Linked DNA regions of Hordeum vulgare: region 2 is linked to region 1. Evidence: chromatin contacts called from public HiChIP or PLAC-seq data. All regions are on one chromosome and are shown on one strand. Each heading gives the region's core, a stretch centred on a gene start, on an enhancer-like site or on the middle of the called end of the contact. The rest is flanking DNA. Distances are from core to core; before and after follow the strand shown.

Region 1 (5,694 bases), core at 1,881-4,380:
TCATGAATGCCAAGAGTGTGGCCAATATGCTCCATCCAAGGGGCCAGCCTTTAGTCCTAGTACTAATAAGACTTGTGGTCAAACTTCTTTACGCCAAACTGACAATTCAAGGCATAGTCCATTGTTCAGTTGTGAAGGAGTGTAGCTACTTGTTCTAGGTGAATCTCAACCTTAACAAGTCTTCACTGAAATGCCGGTATATCAAAATAGTGATTGGAACAAGAAGACATAATGTGCCCTTGAGATATGGTGGGGAATTGTTGAAACATGAGATGGGCTTAGGGCCCATAAGACAATTTCAAAATATCTCTAAGGGCCCATATAGGTGTTGGCATGAAAAGGGGTGGTGGGAAGTTCAGTCCCACCTTGCTAGTGGAGAAGGAGTTGGACCTCTTTATAAGGGTCTCTCTTCCATATGCTATTAGAGATTAAGAAGAGAAGAGGCCCTCGCGCACTCCTCCTCCGCCGCCCGCCTCGCCACGCCATGCTTCTTCATGATGCGTTGCGGGTTGCAGGGTTGAGCCAAACCGAGCTCATACCTACGCGCTTATTTTTATCGGTCACGAATGGAGAATACATAACGGACACGCCATGATCTGAGACATTGGATCGTGGGTTGTTACCCACTCAGACATGGGTTCCGTCCACGTCTCTCTACCCGGTCGCGCCTACATAAGCAAGGCTCCTGCCAACCCTAGTCGTCACGAGATCATATCACATCTGCCTTCACGTGATTGTTCCCTTTTGCTGGTGCTACCGTCGGCGACTCCGTCCCATTCACCGTGTATACAGTCGATGGGAGATCAGGCCTCCGAAACCCCGCCTCTCCGGATCCTGTACAGGAGAGGGGCGATTAGGTTTTTGGGGAGCAACTACGCGACTGCTTGCCTTCGTTCGACTGCTTCTTCTATGTCTGCGCCATCTTTGTCATCACCATGTCTCCACCAACTGACTCCGACCGTCTCGCCCTCGAGAAGGCCGAAGCCGACAAGAAGGCGGCCGAGGATGATGCCGCTGCCACTGCTGCTGCTAGGGCCAACTGGACGATTGGAGGGTACAACTCGTTTATCCCACTCCTGCGTATTTCAGTCTTAGCAGTACTAGTTATATGCGTAGATATTTCTACTATATGTGTAGTACATGCTAATCTGGTTTGTAATCAGTATGTCAGTAATCTAGTCAATGCCATGACACTGATTATTTCATGGATTAATTTAATCGAAAAATTGCCTATTTACTCAACAAAAAAGATGACGAAACCATGGATCATGTCGAAAAGTTGGGTTTGGAGCAAATTAATCCTTCTCGAGTAGCTTTGCTCCGGATACCCTATCCCGATTGATCACTCTTCTTCCTTTGATTGAGCCCTTGAAATTGAGAATATGCTTCGCTTGTCTGTCCATTTCGTCTTGCATGGTCATGAGCATGATCATGTCCACTTCTTCGTCTGAATTCGATGAATCAAAGAACTCATCTTGAATCACTTGATCAAGCTCCGTCGGTCCATACTCGTCGACGGACAGACCATCGGAATCCATCGTTTTCCCTAAAAATTTGACCAAAAAAATCGATCAGACACTATATCGAATACATCCAGCACAAGACAGAGCCAGAGAGTTGTCGGACGTACCGCGGTGTCTTCCGGGCCGACGGCGACGTCCTCCGCGACGAGGAGGAGACAAAAGACTCCTCCGACGAAGCTCGCGAGGCAGAGGCTACGAACGGCGACGGAGCTGCGAGACGGACGACGCGAGGATCCGCCAATTCTGCGGGGTGGATATGGTGCAATTTGTCATGGGGTCAGGATGTTGGATCCGACGTGGCGGGCGTGCCCGAGCTTCTCCATATCCTTTCCATATTTGGGCTGGATATGACGGGTGCGGGTCAGCCCGGGCGTTTGAGACCGATTTGAGAGGTCCGGTTGGGTCGAAATTTCGTCGTCGAACGATCTTTCCGGGCGCTTGAGGGGGGTATGAGGGGTCCGGTCGTGGATGTTGTAAGGCCTTCCACTATATAATCGGTGTCCAGTACCTTAAAATCTTGCCACCTCATCGGCAGTGTGTGTTTGCAGCGTGTGTAAAAAGTAAACCCACACTTGCATAAACACAAATGTCTTTCGTCGCCGATCCATCCCGATTAAGGGGTTACTTACATAACATGAGTTGTGTGTGAGATCATTGTGATAGATAACAATGGTGTGATGCGTCGTGCACCCAATCGACATGATACGTTGGTCTCAAAAGTAAACCTAAACTGCAAAATCAACATGTAATTGGATGGTTAAAGGAACGGTGATATCCCATTTCACCAGAATTTAAATTCTGATGCTCGCATTATTTCTGAATTTATTTCAGGATTTTTAACGATATGTTTTTAGGGGAGGAGATGTTTCCGTTGAACTTTGTAACTCAATGATATACCGGCTCAATCGCGTGTCAATCCACCGCAAATCAGCTCAGCGCCTTCTCACTCACTCCAAGTCCAAACCTTCAGATTTGGTGATTTAGAGAAGGATTTGAGGGAGGGGGCAGTGGCTGGGAGAGGGGGCTGGGGGAGGGGAATGAGGAGGGGTGGGGAGGGGGGCTGGCCCGTGGCCAGTTAAGTCAATGTGTGGCGCCTAAGCGCTAGGCGTCACACATTGTACGCCTGAGGCTTAGGCGTCACACTGCCTGGGGGGTGGGCCCTCCCTGCCAGGTGGTCGGGGGGTGTGGCGCCGAACGGCTAGGCGTCACACAGTGTAGTGTGCCGCCTAGGTGTCGGGCGCCACACAAAAGGGTCAGGCCGGTGAAATATTTCCCCCGATGAGTCACTCCGTGAGTTCTTTCCCCAGGGGTCATTTTTGTCAATTTTGCCTTTCTCACTCACTCCAAGTCCAACCACTCCTTGATGTAGGCCGTATAGTTGTTTTCTCCAGGGTCTGTTCGCTCATATCCGCGCGTAGCCACATTTTTTTTTTTATCAAATCAGTTCACCCGGGTGGACGAATGAATTTCCCTTCTTATCTTTTGGATGTTGGTTTGACTAAGTTCGCCAATCCGGGACCCACCGCCTCTCCCCGGATTTACAACTGGATGGTGCCAGTCGAGAAAGATTTTAGACAAAACGGGGCCCGTGACGACTAGTTGATCGGGACCAGTCAAACCCAAACCACCAACCGCCCCTTCTTCCCTTCACGCACGCATCTCCATGGGGTCCGAAGCCAACGGCGGCGGCGCCGCCGTGATTGACCTGCTCCGCTCGGCGGCGCCCTGCCCGCCGGACGCCGACCTCCTCCTGACGCCCGGCACGGGGCTCGTCCTCGTCGACCTCGTCAACGGCTTCTGCACCGTCGGCGCCGGGAACCTCGTGAGCTCTGCTCCCCCTCCTCTCTTCTGTTTTCGAGTAGTAGGTACTCATATCGGTGCGCGCGCGCGCGGGGTTGATCGGCTCTTGCGGGAGCTCGGTTGATGCATGCCATGCCACCATGCTGGCTTAGTTGGAGTTTTGCTGGTTGCTCTACGATGGGGACGCGAGTGATTTGAATAGGCCAGATAGCCTCCCCCAGCTTCCTCCTACCTTGCTTCTTGGCTCTTCTTGTCACGCACTTCTTGCTCTGCCTCGTGTTTCTTTTCTCTTTATGGCCCATCTTGAATCTCCACTCCGCCCTTCTTCCTCCCATGGATTAATATCATCAATCTGCATCAAGTATTATTACTCGCTTTGCTTATAAGAAAAGATGGCGTCTGTCTGCAGGCCCCTGTCACGCCGAATAAACAGATCGACAAGATGGTGGAGGAGTCTGCTAGGCTTGCCAAGGTCTTCTGCCAGAGGAACTGGCCGGTCTTTGCGTTCCTCGATACCCACTACCCCGATAAGCCCGAGCCGCCTTTTCCCCCGCATTGCATCATCGGTTCCGGTGAAGAAAACTTTGTTCCAGGTTAAACACCGGCTCCACACTTTCCTTATTATTACTTCTCTTATTAAGCCTATGTCGCAGAGCATGTTCAGTCTCTCATGCTGGACTGGGATGCTAAATCCATGTTTTGGCAAACCTGATACGGGAGAATGACAACAGAACACGTTCCGTATCTGGATTCTGACGAAGTTTAATCTGCCATATGCAGCTCTGGAGTGGCTGGAGAATGATCCAAATGTGACAATGAGGCGCAAGGACTGTATTGATGGTTATCTTGCTTCATTTGAGAAGGATGGGTCCAATGTTTTCAGCGAGTGGGTCGCAAAGTTCCAGATCAAAACCGTAAGCGGATCCTTTCTTTTTAAGTGTTCGGTGAAAAAGAAAGGGTGATCACATTTATATATGACTCGTGAATTTGCTTGATGCAGGTTTTGGTTGTGGGAATATGCACAGACTACTGTGTTCTGGACTTTGTGAGTTCAACTCTGGCTGCAAGAAACATTGGCCGAGTGCCCCCGTTGGAAGATGTTGTGATCTATTCTGAGGGATGTGCTACATTTGACCTCCCTGTCGAAGTAGCCAGGAGTATCAAAGGAGCTTTGGCCCATCCACAGGTACTCAGCAACTAAAATATACTTCCTCCGTCCCATAATGTAAGATGTTTTTTCACACTGGTGTAGGGTCGGAAAACATCTTACGTTATTATGGGACGGAGGGAGTACTATGCATGGTCAGTGAGACCGTAGACTTCAGAAAGACTCAGAATGAGAATAGATAGCTTTCACATTCTGGAGCATGTAATTTAGCTAGTATTAGGTTTTGTAAGACATAGGACTTTGACGGAATTCCTAGTATCCAGATTTTATACCGTGCTAAAAACATAGGACACCTGATCCTTAGTTTATAGCAATAGAACAAAGAGGTGTTCTGCCTAAGAGAAGTGGACTAGTTTTACACGGAAAATACATTGCCTTGTTGGCTGCGAAGTGTTTACGCGTAGAGTTAAGCCCGTTTTCTCTTGACCTGAAAGTTACTACATAGACACAATGGTGGCAACTTTGCTTTGATATATTGTGCGTTTCTTTGCTCGTTAAAAGAAAGAAACATGGAGTGATAGTTAACCTGTTATTGTTTCAAAAGAAAAAAGTTAACCTTTTATGATGATGCAGGATCTTATGCATCACATGGGACTTTACATGGCCAAATCAAGGGGTGCAAAGATAGTTGACAGAATAATTCTTGAAGAATAAGACTAATCATTAATCAAGTCTGAGATAGTCTTGCAAGGAGGACCGTGCTAGGGTTCTATGTTGTCCTCCTGTTTATCCACTCTGTAAAATAATCAGATGCTGTATCTGCCGCCTGGTGCACTGACACTGTTCTATGGGTCATGCATCTTTATCTGTATGCATGGTTATATCTGTAATTATCCAATGAGTAAGGTTAACAAGCATTTACTACCTCCGTCCGAAAATACTTATCCTAAAGATGAATGTATCTAGACTTATTTTAATTGTAGATACATCCATTATATGCATTTTTAGGACAAGTATTTTCGGACGGAGGGAGTACTTTCCAGTATGCGCTTCCACCCTGTGTTTTGATGCCGTGTAGTTTGTATACTAGTACCTCCGTCCCTAAATACAAGTATTTCCCTAAATACAAGTATTTTTAAAGATTTCACTACAAACTACATATAAAGCAAAATAAGTAAATCTACACTTTAAAGTATGTCTACATACATTCATATGTAGCCCCTAACGTAATTTCTAAAAAGACTTATATTATACTTCCTTGTC
Region 2 (6,114 bases), core at 645-3,144, 150 kb before region 1:
ACAGGTATCTCCGAAGGTGTCCGTTGAGTTAGCATGGATCAATACTGGGATTTGTCACTCCGTGTGACGGAGAGGTATCTCGGGGCCCACTCGGTAATACAACATCACACACAAGCCTTGCAAGCAAAGTGACTAAGTGTAAGTCACGGGATCTTGTATTACGAAACGAGTAAAGAGACTTGCCGGTAACGAGATTGAAATAGGTATGCGGATACCGACGTTCGAATCTCGTGCAAGTAACATACCGAAGGACAAAGGGAATGACATACGGGATTATATGAATCCTTGACACTGAGGTTCACCGATAAGATCTTCGGAGAATATGTAGGATCCAATATGGGCATCCAGGTCCCGCTATTGGATATTGACCGAGGAGTGCCTCGGGGCATGTCTACATAGTTCTCAAACCCGCAGGGTCTGCACACTTAAGGTTCGATGATGTTTTAGTATAGTTGAATTATATGTGTGGTTACCGAATGTTGTTCGGAGTCCCAGATGAGATCACGGACGTCACGAGGGTTTCCGGAATTGTCCGGAAACGAAGATTGATATATAGGATGGTTTCATTTGGTTACTGGAAAGTTTCGGGCAATTCCGACAGTGTACCAGTGACGAATGGGTTCCAGATGTTCACCGGGAGGGGCCCACCCACCCAGGAGTGAGCCCAAGGCCCTAGGGTGGCGCCACAAGTCCTTAGTGGGGTGTTGGAGTCAGCCCAAGGAGCCCATGGCGCCACATAAGAAAATACCAAAAAGGAAAGAAAAAAAGGAAAGAGGGAGGTGGGAAGGAAGAGGAGGACTCCTCCTTCCCAAACCGAATTGGAGGAGTCCTCCTCCTCCCTGGCGGCCGACGCACCCTTGAGGCCTTGTGCCTCAAGTCTAGCCCCTTCCCCTCCCTCCTATATATAGTGGTGGTTTAAGGCTTTTTGAGACACAACTTTGCCACGTGCAACTCTAGCCTAAACCACACAGTTTCGCCTCTAGATCGGATTTCTGCAAAGCTCGGGTGGAGCCCTGCAGGAGTAGATCATCACCACCACTGGAGCGCCGTCACACTGTTGGAGTACTCGTCTACTTCTCCGTCTTGCTTGCTGGATCAAGAAGGCCGAGATCATCGTCGAGCTATACGTGTGCTGAACGCGGAGGTGCCGTCCGTTCGATCGTGGGACGGTTTGAGGGACGTGAAGACGTTCCACTACATCAACCGCGTTTCTTAACGTTTCATGTTGTGCGATCTACAAGGGTACGTAGATCCAAATCACCACTCGTAGATGGACATCACCATGATAGGTCTTCGTGTGCGTAGGAATTTTTTTGTTTCCCATGCAATGTTCCCCAATAGGGGAAACTTTCCTCGGAGCTGCGGCGACTGTTTTGATATTTATTTCGGATCCTCCTATCCTCGAAGCTTTGGCTATCACACAAACTCTTGCGCTAACAAATGATCTATACATACAAAACTTCCAAGTTGCCTCAGATAGTGAGGTAGTAGTAAATGATATCCTGAATCGTACCTCGGCAACCTATGGTGCCATAATTCAAGAAATTTTAGACATTTCATTTTCTTTTAATTCTTGTAAGTTCGTTTATGAACGTAGGAACTTCAACTTTAAAGCTCACAATTTAGCAAAACATGCTCTTAACCTGCAAGGTGGCCGTCATGTTTGGTTAGGCCATCCGAGAAATCTGCCATCCGTCTCTGTAAACATTGTGACGAATTAATAAAGCTTCCTGAGTTGTCTAAAAAAAAGTTAATTGCTCCCCCCAATTAGGGTTTCGGTTGTGCTTCTTGGGCTGGGCCAGCCAGTGCGTCTGGACCACAACAAATACGAAACCTAACCAGGCCCAGCCTACCACCCAGCCTGCCCTTGCGTGCGTCGTGGCCCAACGGCACTTTCCCGCACCGCCCAACCAAAATCCGACCGTTGCGCTCTCCTCGCCTTTTGCCTTCTTCCCCACCGCGCCGATCCCGCAGCCCTAGTAGTTTTCCCCAATTCATTTGGTTCCAATCCATCCCCCAACAAGGCAAGAACTCGACTCTTTCCTGCGCGCGGACAGGCCAAGAACAACAACTCCCCCGCGTATCCGGCGAGGTACTCCTCGTTCCCCCCCCCCCCCCCCCCCCCCTTCCTCTCGATTCTTGACCTCCGCCGCCGCTCCCGCCTCCCACCTCTCACGCGCGTCGCCGTTCCCGTTCTTTCCGGCGAGGGGTTCCGCGGCCTTTGGCCCTAGGGTTTTAGGTATATACGAGGCTGCTCTCATCCAGCGATTACTCAGATCCCGCCGCCAACCTTTGCGATTTCCGGGCGCACCGTCTAGATCCGCCATCCATCCATCTGGTTCGCGTCTTCTTCTTCTTCTTCTGGGCCGGGGTTATGGGCGTCGACGCTTATGTCTTCCGATCTGTTTTTTAGACGCGCCAAGCGCGCTCTTTCCGAATACGCGTTTCATATTTCATACCGGGATTGCGGTTAACCTAGAATCTATATGTGAGACCGGGTTGCCTTTTCAAAACAACGTGGTCCGATGCGTAAATCCTGTGCAAGCTGCAGTTTCTGTACCACACAAACAATAGGATGGGAAGTTCTTGATTCATACTATCCGTGAGCGGAATCTTGGTTGCCTTCACAAGACAATGTGGTCCGATGTTAAAATAAACTGATTGCAAGTTTCTTTACAGCACAATAGCATTGGGAACTCTGTTGTGTGTTGCTTCTGTCGTCTGATTGATTTCCCTTTGTACAGCAGCATTTAACTCCATCCAGGCTTCCGAGGTACAAGAAGAAAGGATTCTCTTCTGCCATGGCTTTCCCAGCTCCAGCTGCTGTATTCCTTGATGAGAACCTGCCAATCCATAGAGGTGAGGCTTCTTTTTCTCAAACTAATTCATGGTATGAAGTTTCCTGTTGTAAGCCCCCTGACACACTTGTTCCTGCTGTGCAGGCAAGAGGGCTGATGGGCTGAACGCCAGGCCACTGAAACCATCAGCAAAGCCATCAGCAAGGAAGGCCCTGCGGGATGTGTCCAACACCGGCAAGCCCCAAGCGCCTAGCATTCAAAAAGGCCACCCCTTGAAGGACAGGTCCGTCCTGAAAGACAAGTCTGCTCTGCGCAGCCAAGAAGCCATTAAGAAGAACCCACTGAGCAAGACTACAATCTATGCTGATGAAGCCACCAAAAAATGTCATGAATGGGCTAAGGGTGGGGTGGAACGCACCCACTTCACTGGGAATGATGCTCAGAAGTTGGACAATGACAAGATAGACAAACGTGAGAATTGCTTCATTTACCTGTTCGTATTTGGGCAGACCTTTTCAATATGTGCATGTAATGTAACTGGTTATATCATCTCTGTGCAGGTGTCAAGAAAAAAGTGGAGAAAATGACGTCAGCATTGCATGACTGGTCAAATGTGATATTTGATCCTCTGCTGTTTCCAGCTAAGGTAAGCCACCCACATACTTCTCGCCAATTTACATGTAAACGTTCTGTTAGTGTTGGTCTCTTGTTCGATAAACTGCTAAAATTCACATCCAGTCTAACTAATTATGATAACGTTAGCAAACAGGAAGAATGTTTATCTGTAGACGCAATTAAGAAGTAGTAAAAATGTGGACTAGTCAACAAAGATGTATGTACTTATGGATGTTGCTTCTGAATGCTCATAATCTCCGTTGGACCCTTGCAACACTGTGTAGCTACTTGTGGACGATACCGCTGATAACTTCCAATCTGGATTTTGCCTACAATATATGTTTAAGCTCTGCACATCAGTGTTATCTGTTTTTTTCTTTTGGAAAATTTGTTTATGTATATTCAATTTTGCTTATTGCTAGTAACAATGAAGGAATTTGTTTCCATTATGCTGTCGGTGTCCTGTCCTGTTGCAATTTCTCTACTTTGAATTTATCCGCAATGGTTGTATTGATAGTAGTATTAAACAATGGTGTATATATCATCTTCTTGCATCTGTTTTGTGTAAAAAAACACATGACATGTATAAACTACTGGAAGGAATGATCGGACAGAGAGGAAATATGTGCGAGAGGGGACAAGTTTTGTGCAGTATAATCGTACTGCTTTTTCTGTTCCTCTTCTCCTTTATTCATCTTCGGTTACAAACTAACTTGAGCTAAAAACGGGCGTTGGTCCGAGTTTAACGACCATGCCAGTCCTCCTTCTCCCCTACATAGCTGCCACGATCACCTTGATCTGTGTCATCCCACGGAGTGAACCGGCAGCCCTACTAAGGAAACAAAGCAAAGACTTGGCCGAGAGGTGCACATGCACACATTACATGGCCCCTTATTCGTCTGACTGAAAATCAAACTTATAGCTAAGGGAATTTGTAACAGGATTATAGGCCAACATAAACCAACAGTCATTGTTTAGTCGTATAGTATGTTCCTGTTCCTTAATTTGCCTGGTATATATGTTCTTGTTATCGGTCTTTACATGCTATTGAAGATATCCTTGTTTGTCATTCGCTCATGCTCCAGTGAACAATATTTGTTGTTTCTATTCATTTCCCCCTCTCTTTTAATGCATTATCTTGATACCAGAAATGCAATATCTGTTTGTTGATGATTCAGGCAGTTGCACCATTTTATGAAGAAGTGAACGTGCTGGAACTGGAGCCTGAAATTCTTCCAGACATCAGTAGGCGTCTCTCGATTTCAGGTCTCTTTCTCCCTCGCAGATTCATAGGCTCACTCTTGTTTGTTTAACGTGTCACTCAACGCATTACGTGGCAATCTGCAATTCTGTTTCAGTTTTCTCACATGTGTACATTTTTTGCATCCAGGCGATAAGGCAAAGCTGATTGAAGTTTCTTTTGATGAAGTTGAGCTTGACAGCTACTCACTCCTGGAGGACAAGCCTGTTGAGTTTCAGCTGAGAGACGAGATAAGTCGTCATCCTTGGAGCGTTGGGTCAGTGAACTGAAGAGTCCCTCTGCCCACCTGAAAAAGCTTAAACTGCACTGCTGTCACTGCCTCCTTTGCAACATTGCTTGCTCAAGAGCGAGCAGTGGACTATAGAATTAGAATCCTAGATGCTGCTGTTCTTTTCTCTCGTCTGCGGTGATGGATGAACCTAACGTACTATGGTTTCAATGTTGCAGTGGAAGCAGCTTAGCTTCCTGTTTGTTTTGGCTGAGATGCTTTTTCAGTCAGTCATGTGTAAATGGTTGCGTAAGATCACTCTTATTTTTCAGCTTGGTGATGGATGAACCTAACGTACTATGGTTCCAATGTTGCAGTGGAAGCAGCTTAGCTTCCTGTTTGTTTTGGCTGAGATGCTTTTTCAGTCAGTCATGTGTAAATGGTTGCGTAAGATCACTCTTATTTTTCAGCTTGGTCATCGGTTAAACGTGTGTCTTTGCCAAAATTTAAACCTTCATGACACACACCCGGTTTGATGGAGAGGAATGGTTTTGGAATAAAACTTTGTTTTGTGCAAAGAAAGCACTTTGCTTATAGTGGATAAATGAGTCAGGCACAACCTTTTAGTAGAAGCAGAACGCATTAAGTTTATGTAGATAGTGATGCTGTCCCTGTTGCTTATAGTGGATAAATGAGTCAGACACAACCTTTTAGTAGAAGCAGGACGCATAAACAGGTAAAGAACTTGTCGAATGTCGAATATGTCTGTCCCTGTTGCTCCAGCTTCTCCTCATTTCCTCAAGTGGAGCTTTGCCGTGCATGCCCTAATAAAGAGAATCTCTGTCCTGTCCGTTTTGAAAAGAAAAAAATATTTGTCCTATAAAAGCATCTACAGCCAGACTGGACAAATCCGGCTGTATATACGTCCCTCGTACTTTGCTCTCTGCATCCACATCTCATATTCAAACTTTTAAATCCATGCAAAATCTTCAAATCCATGCAAAATCTTGTACACAAAACCAAGCACGTCAATCACACAAATTAAATACCACACGCAAATATGTTGGTATCGAACATAAATTTATTTAAAATGCACAATCAATCATCTGTTCTTTCATTTTCATTGTGGGTCAACATATGTTTCACTAGATCATTGAGTAGTTGTGCGTGCACGTGATGATATCGGAGATTCTGATACATCTGCAGAAAGTTAATAAGCTTAACTGCATCTT

The links. HiChIP or PLAC-seq counts read pairs in DNA pulled down with a chosen protein or histone mark.
Region 2: a contact with region 1 is called in an H3K4me3 HiChIP or PLAC-seq map of embryo, with 4 times the contacts expected there. The contact joins the promoter of LOC123402299 here to the promoter of LOC123404047 in region 1. A contact is called at or near these places in 2 of 6 Hi-C or Micro-C datasets (leaf and seedling) and 1 of 1 datasets of contacts at active chromatin or transcription factors (embryo).

The regions. Positions count from the first base shown.
Region 1 is chr6H:345,185,622-345,191,315 of MorexV3_pseudomolecules_assembly, reverse strand. LOC123404047 (nicotinamidase 1) reads left to right here and starts at 3,130. Exons shown (of 5, transcript XM_045097961.1): 1 at 3,130-3,345; 2 at 3,733-3,916; 3 at 4,104-4,237; 4 at 4,324-4,509; 5 at 5,065-5,324. The coding sequence starts at 3,187. The coding sequence ends at 5,145.
Region 2 is chr6H:345,333,188-345,339,301 of MorexV3_pseudomolecules_assembly, reverse strand. It overlaps LOC123402299, which reads left to right and starts at 1,894. Exons shown (of 6, transcript XM_045096202.1): 1 at 1,894-2,092; 2 at 2,748-2,859; 3 at 2,943-3,269; 4 at 3,359-3,444; 5 at 4,592-4,679; 6 at 4,843-5,251. The coding sequence starts at 2,802. The coding sequence ends at 4,943.